Regions from separate parts of the Mus musculus genome. Here region 2 is linked to region 1. A link is a contact called in public Hi-C data. All regions are on one chromosome and are shown on one strand. Each heading gives the region's core, a stretch centred on a gene start, on an enhancer-like site or on the middle of the called end of the contact. The rest is flanking DNA. Distances are from core to core; before and after follow the strand shown.

Region 1 (2,700 bases), core at 58-2,557:
ACTGGGAGTCAAGTTTTGCTTTCACCTCTGTTTTAATGCTGACTCAGCAAATAATCACACCCCCATCTCTAGCTGGTATTCTAGAGCTTCTCTGAGTGTGGTCTCTGGACCAGCATCATCAGCATTAACCAGTACCCTGCTAGAAACATCAATGTTCGGCTTTGCCCAGACCTGCTTAAAAGGCCCAATGGAGAGCTCAGTGGCATATGCCAGCACGCCCTGGTTCTGAGAGAGACAGAGGAACCACAAGCTGTGGTCAAGAAGCTCAAATTACAAACCAGAAGGACTTGGACTTGACTCCAGGTTCCAAGATCACAATGTCTGTGTGACTGAGAGTCCTGGGTAAGCTCTGGTGGTTTGCGGAATGGCCATGGCTTGAAGGAAGTCCTGGATGACTGGGAATGCCTGGAGTGGTCACAAAAAGTGACTGTCCTAAGATGAGGATGAGGAAGACACACAGCCCATCCACAACGTGATAGCCTGGCTCATTTACAAAGAGCAGGAAGTTGTGTCTCATAGTTCTTCAGCCCAGGGTGTGTGACGTCAAGGTGATTTTATATTCAGTCATCTGGGGAGGGCTGCCCCCTTCAGAGTGGAGGGACAATGAGTCTTTACCCAGGTGATAAAAACACTATCAAATACTTCATCTTTATAAGGGCCCTGATTGTATCCTGAGGCCACATATGCATGGCCCTAATGGCAGCATGGCATCTTAAAGACCACCCTTGCTAAGTTCAGTACATGGGCAATTAATCCCTTAAGTGTGGAAGGGATCCATTGATCATTGCAGCCAGGAAGAAGCACAGGCACTGGGCCTTAAGATCTAGGCCACTGTCGGTATTGTTCTGTGGTCCCAAACTAGTCCAAACACCCTTTAAAAGCAGCCCAGGCCAGTGCCCTGGAACTTGTGGCAATACAGATCATGCTGGTTTGCTGTGATCCTGAGTTTGGAAATCATCAGGCAGATAAATAGGGCCCCTAGCAGGCTGGGCCAGGAACAAACAGCATTAAACCATCATTTAAACCACCCTGGCAGGAGAGCTCTGAGCTGTGAGATTCACAGAACAGGAATTACAAAACATCAACCCAACAAACAGAAACAAGGAAACACTGGAGCAGACAAGTGTCTCTTCCTGCATTTTACTTTCAACGTAGTGAGGCAGAGAGCAAGGCAGAGCTGAAGAAGAGCCTAGGTTGAAAGGCCACCTTCCTGGTTAGTTTGGAAACACAGATTCTAGCCAAAGATTCTACAAAAGCACACCAGCTCTGAAGGGGGAAGTACTATTTGAACTGCTGACAGTTTTAAAACTGACTCGAGGCCTCCTACTGTGCCGAGAGCTTTGCTTGTTGACAGTAGAATTATCTAGAGTTTGTGGGGGAAAATGTCCAAGTACACTCCGAATTCTTTCAGAGCACAGATTCATGTCTTGGGTTGCTTTGTTTTCTCAGTAAATACTTGCCTGGAACGGCCACACAGGGAACAGAGGCTGGCCAGAAAGCATGAATCTGAGGCTTCCTTTGCCTCTTACCTACCTGCCCACCCTTCCCTCCACCAACGGGCACTACCTTCACACAGATGCAGAGACCCTTTTTGCCTGGCATGAACACCTTGTTTCACCTTTGCCAACTGTGAGTACGCCAGGCTCCCATCTCAAAGCCGGACTACTGCAACTATGTTTTGAAAAGTGATGTTAATTGTGGAATCTATACCCTCACCATGAAGAGGTCCGTGTTAATGGTACCACGTTTGCTTTGTTGTGTGTGTCTGTGTGTGCCACTGTGGCACATGCACATGGATGTCCCACTCTACCATCCTCTACTTTATTCTGCTGATAACAAGCCTGAGCTAGACTGACAGACAGCAGGTTCCCGGGTATCCTCCTGCCTCTGTTCCCTGCCTCTAACACTGCTCTTGGTTATTGGCTAGGGTGGCCACATGGTGAACTCAGGTCCTTGTGTTGTACAGCAAGCATCCTTAACCACTGAGCCATCTCTTTTTTAAGACAGGGTCTCATGTAGCCCAAAGCTCACTAGGTAGCTAAGAGTGACCTTGGACTTCTAATCTTCCCGCCTCAACCTTCTGAGTCATGGGTTTGCAGGCATGTGCCATCAAATCTGGTTCCTTTTCGGTATTTCTAACAGTAGCTACTTTCTTGGCATTTGTTCTCACGAATATTTTATCATAGTCTTATGCCTTCATGTATCTATGAATAATAATTCATCCGGTCTCTCTTTGTGGATGTAGTCTTAAACATAAAGAAGCATATTTTGGGATGCCCTGTTTCCTCTGAAAAGTCACTTGTATTTTCATACATTCTGAAATGTGATACCTTGTGGCTTTTTCAACTTTCAGGATTGCTTGAGGTAGGAGAGATGGCTGAGTAGTCAAGGCACTTTCTGCTCTTGTGGAGGACTGGGGGGGATGTCAATTCCCAGCATCTAAATAACAGCTCTCAGTTTATATGTGTGTGTATGTATGTATGTATGTATGTATGTGTATATATATATATATATATATATATATATATATATATATATATAAACACATATACATATATGTATGTGTATACACACACACACACATATGTAAAACATCCACACACAAAATAAAAACAACTACATTGTGAAAAAGCATTTGCTTGTGGACTCAAACAAATGAGAATGGCCTTGAGTCCCAACCCCCTGCCTCCACCTCTCAGG
Region 2 (2,764 bases), core at 7-2,506, 170 kb after region 1:
ATGAATGTGCTCTGTGTGGGCTGGGTTTGCTTGTTTCCCCTGTTTTACATGTTTTGCTTCTAGAACCCTGAGATCTTTCTTTTTAGAAATAAAAATGAAGTGTGGTGTGGGGAGACGGCTCATTTGGTAAAAGTCTTGCTGTGCACACAAGAGGACCTCAAGGCCAAGTAAAGGCCAAGCATGGTGACATAGACAAGAGGATCCTGAGGCCTGCTGGCCAACTAGAATAACCTAATAACACTGAGCCCCAGGTCCCAGAGAAGTGACCCCCATCTCAAAAAAAATAAGCTAGCGGTGCTGGTGCGATGGCTCAGTGTGTGAAAGAACATGCGGGGCAGGCCAGCCAACCTGAGTTTGATTTCTGGATCCAACAAGGGAACAGAGGAAAGTTATCCTCTGACCTCTACAATGAACCGTGAGGTATGCGTGTGAACATTCACAAAATAAAAAAAAATAAGACTTATGTTTAAATAAAGTAAATGGCCCCTAAGTGATAGCGCTTGAGGTCAGGGGACCTGGGGCTCACTGTTATTAGGCTCAAGCTAGCTCAGAGTTCAGCAGCTGCTTAAAGATCACGTCCTCCCTCCCTCCCCCAGGTCATTCTCTCCCTCACATCTTCTCCATACAACTACACTTGTCTCTTGGGAGCCACACAGCTGGCCAAAGGACACAGTGCCAAATGCAGCTCAGGGGTGCTGGGCTTGCTCGGCTACTCAGCAGGAGATACTGAAGTCATTGCTTCTGCTCGGAGAAGGGAGGGTATTTTTATCACAGAAATAGTTCCATGGAACACAACATCTGGGTGGGACAGCTTCTGTCCTGACTACTATGCTGTAGCACAAATAAGACCTTGCCAAAGCCTGGAGGCTTTTGTCAACAGGGCTTGTTAGGGCGGAGCCTATTTGGAACGCCCACTTCTTTGTTCTACTAACATCTGGCAAGAAACAGCTCCTACAGAGGGAGGTCAAGGCAACCCTAGAAGAAAAGAGAAACCATTATTTCTGACAGCCCAGCTTTCCATTCACTTTAAAGCCCAGGCCCACAGGCCCACAGCAGAGTCCCCCAGGAGAGCAATCCAGAGAAGGTAGCACCACTTTTAAAGAAAATGGCATGAATAAGCCAGAACTTGAGCTAGGAATAGTTCTGGTCTATTCTAAGGATATTGATAACAAGGATGGACCAGAGAGAGCACAGGGAACAAGGCAGGAAGCAGCCTGCTGGGGGTTAGTCAGGCCAAGGAGGCTCATCCCCTGGAGTGTCATCATTCCTGTTAAATATGGGATCTGTCACAGAGGCCTGCGGAGGAGCAATGCAGTCTGACAATGCCTTGGAGAAATGTGCTTCCAGCAAATGTTAGAGACCAGCAAGGGCACAGCAAGCATTTGCAGGAGTGTCTCCCCAAGGCAGAATGGAGGGAGGAAAACTGGGCCACACAGAGAGAAGGCCAGGCCTCTGTGGGTAAGGACAGGAGAAGCTTCACACTCAACTTACTTCCCCTCCCAGGTCTGAGCCTAGTTAGTATGCAAGCATCTCTCAGAAGCAAAGACCACCAAACCTCAGGGGAGCAGAGCTTGCAGGAAAGGGCTGGGCAAGTCTAGGAGGCTGAACCACAAGACCACAAAAAGCTTCTTGGCCCCAGGTTTCTGGCTAGATAACTTTTTAGGAAGGGCATGCATACACATATGCAATTAAAATGCGTGGGCGCGCGCGCGCGCACACACACACACACACACACACACACACACACACACACACACACACCAAAACTGCTAACAATTTTAGACTTTTCACATTTCGTTTTGAAAATAACTTTTTTTTTTTTCCTTTTGGTTTTTTCGAGACAGGGTTTCTCTGTGTAGCCCTGACTGCCCTGGAACTCACTCGGTAGACCAGGCTGGCCTCAAACTCAGAAATCCTCCTGCCTCTGCCTCCCAAGTGCTGTGATTAAAGGCGTGCACCACCATGCCCGGCTTAGATGGTTTTAATATTAGTAATCTTCTATGCTACTGAAAGTCCTCCTGGTTAAAGATGTACATTTTATATTTTGTTGGGGTTTGGTTTTGGAGTGTCTTACTATGTAGCCCTGGTTGGCCTGGAACTCACCCATCTGGCTTTGAACTCACAGAGATCCACCTGCCTCTACCTCTTGAGTGTTAGAATGAAAGGCATGTACCACCGTATCTTGGAACACTTTATATTTTTAACAGGAAATTTTAAAAACTATTCTTCTGACCCTGAATGAAATTCTACAGACGTAACCATCTCAGGCTTTAAAAAGCATCATTTTAAAGAAGTTAGTTGCAGTACTAAACAAAAGAAAGAAGGAGTTAGAGAAGGTTAAAACTATAACCACAAGGTCCAGCCAGTGTAGTGGCACAAGCCTTTGATTCCAGCATTTGGGAGGCAGAGGCAGGAGGATCAAGGCTAGCCCAGTCTACATAGAGTTCCAAGACAACAAGGAAAGACCCTGTTTCAAAACAAACAAAGTTAATCAGGAATGTGAGACTGGGTGACTGGGAACACATTTACTGGTATAAAAACAGTATGTCTTATACCACACTCTGGTAGAGTTATAGTAGAATGGAATCAGGGTCTTACTATATAACCTATTTAATAGATTCCAACTTTATCACAAAGAGTAACATTATTTATAAAGGCCCTTTCTCAGACTCAAAGGCTCATGAAGGCATTACATAATTTAGTCTTGATGTCAGCTAAAGAGTATTTTTACTCCTCACATAAAGCAAACAGAGTTAAGAACATT

What was found. Hi-C and Micro-C count contacts between places; a contact is called where the count stands out from the background.
Region 2: a contact with region 1 is called in a Hi-C map of uterus, with 2.1 times the contacts expected there. The contact joins two enhancer-like sites. A contact is called at or near these places in 2 of 484 Hi-C or Micro-C datasets (nephron progenitors and uterus), 1 of 115 datasets of contacts at active chromatin or transcription factors (cardiomyocytes) and 1 of 9 other capture datasets (pancreatic islet).

The regions. Positions count from the first base shown.
Region 1 is chr9:67,378,929-67,381,628 of GRCm38.p6, forward strand. The region is part of intron 8 of Tln2 (talin 2); the gene reads right to left. Among named protein-coding and RNA genes, the nearest start is that of Mir190a, 140 kb to the left of the region's middle. Within about 2 kb of position 1,308, at least 23 of the 459 cell types and tissues checked have an H3K27ac peak or open chromatin away from gene starts, as enhancers often do. A contact at or near this core is called in uterus, where this site is marked.
Region 2 is chr9:67,548,740-67,551,503 of GRCm38.p6, forward strand. All of the region lies in intron 1 of Tln2 (talin 2), which reads right to left. Among named protein-coding and RNA genes, the nearest start is that of Tln2, 9.6 kb to the right of the region's middle. Within about 2 kb of position 1,257, at least 86 of the 459 cell types and tissues checked have an H3K27ac peak or open chromatin away from gene starts, as enhancers often do. A contact at or near this core is called in uterus, where this site is marked.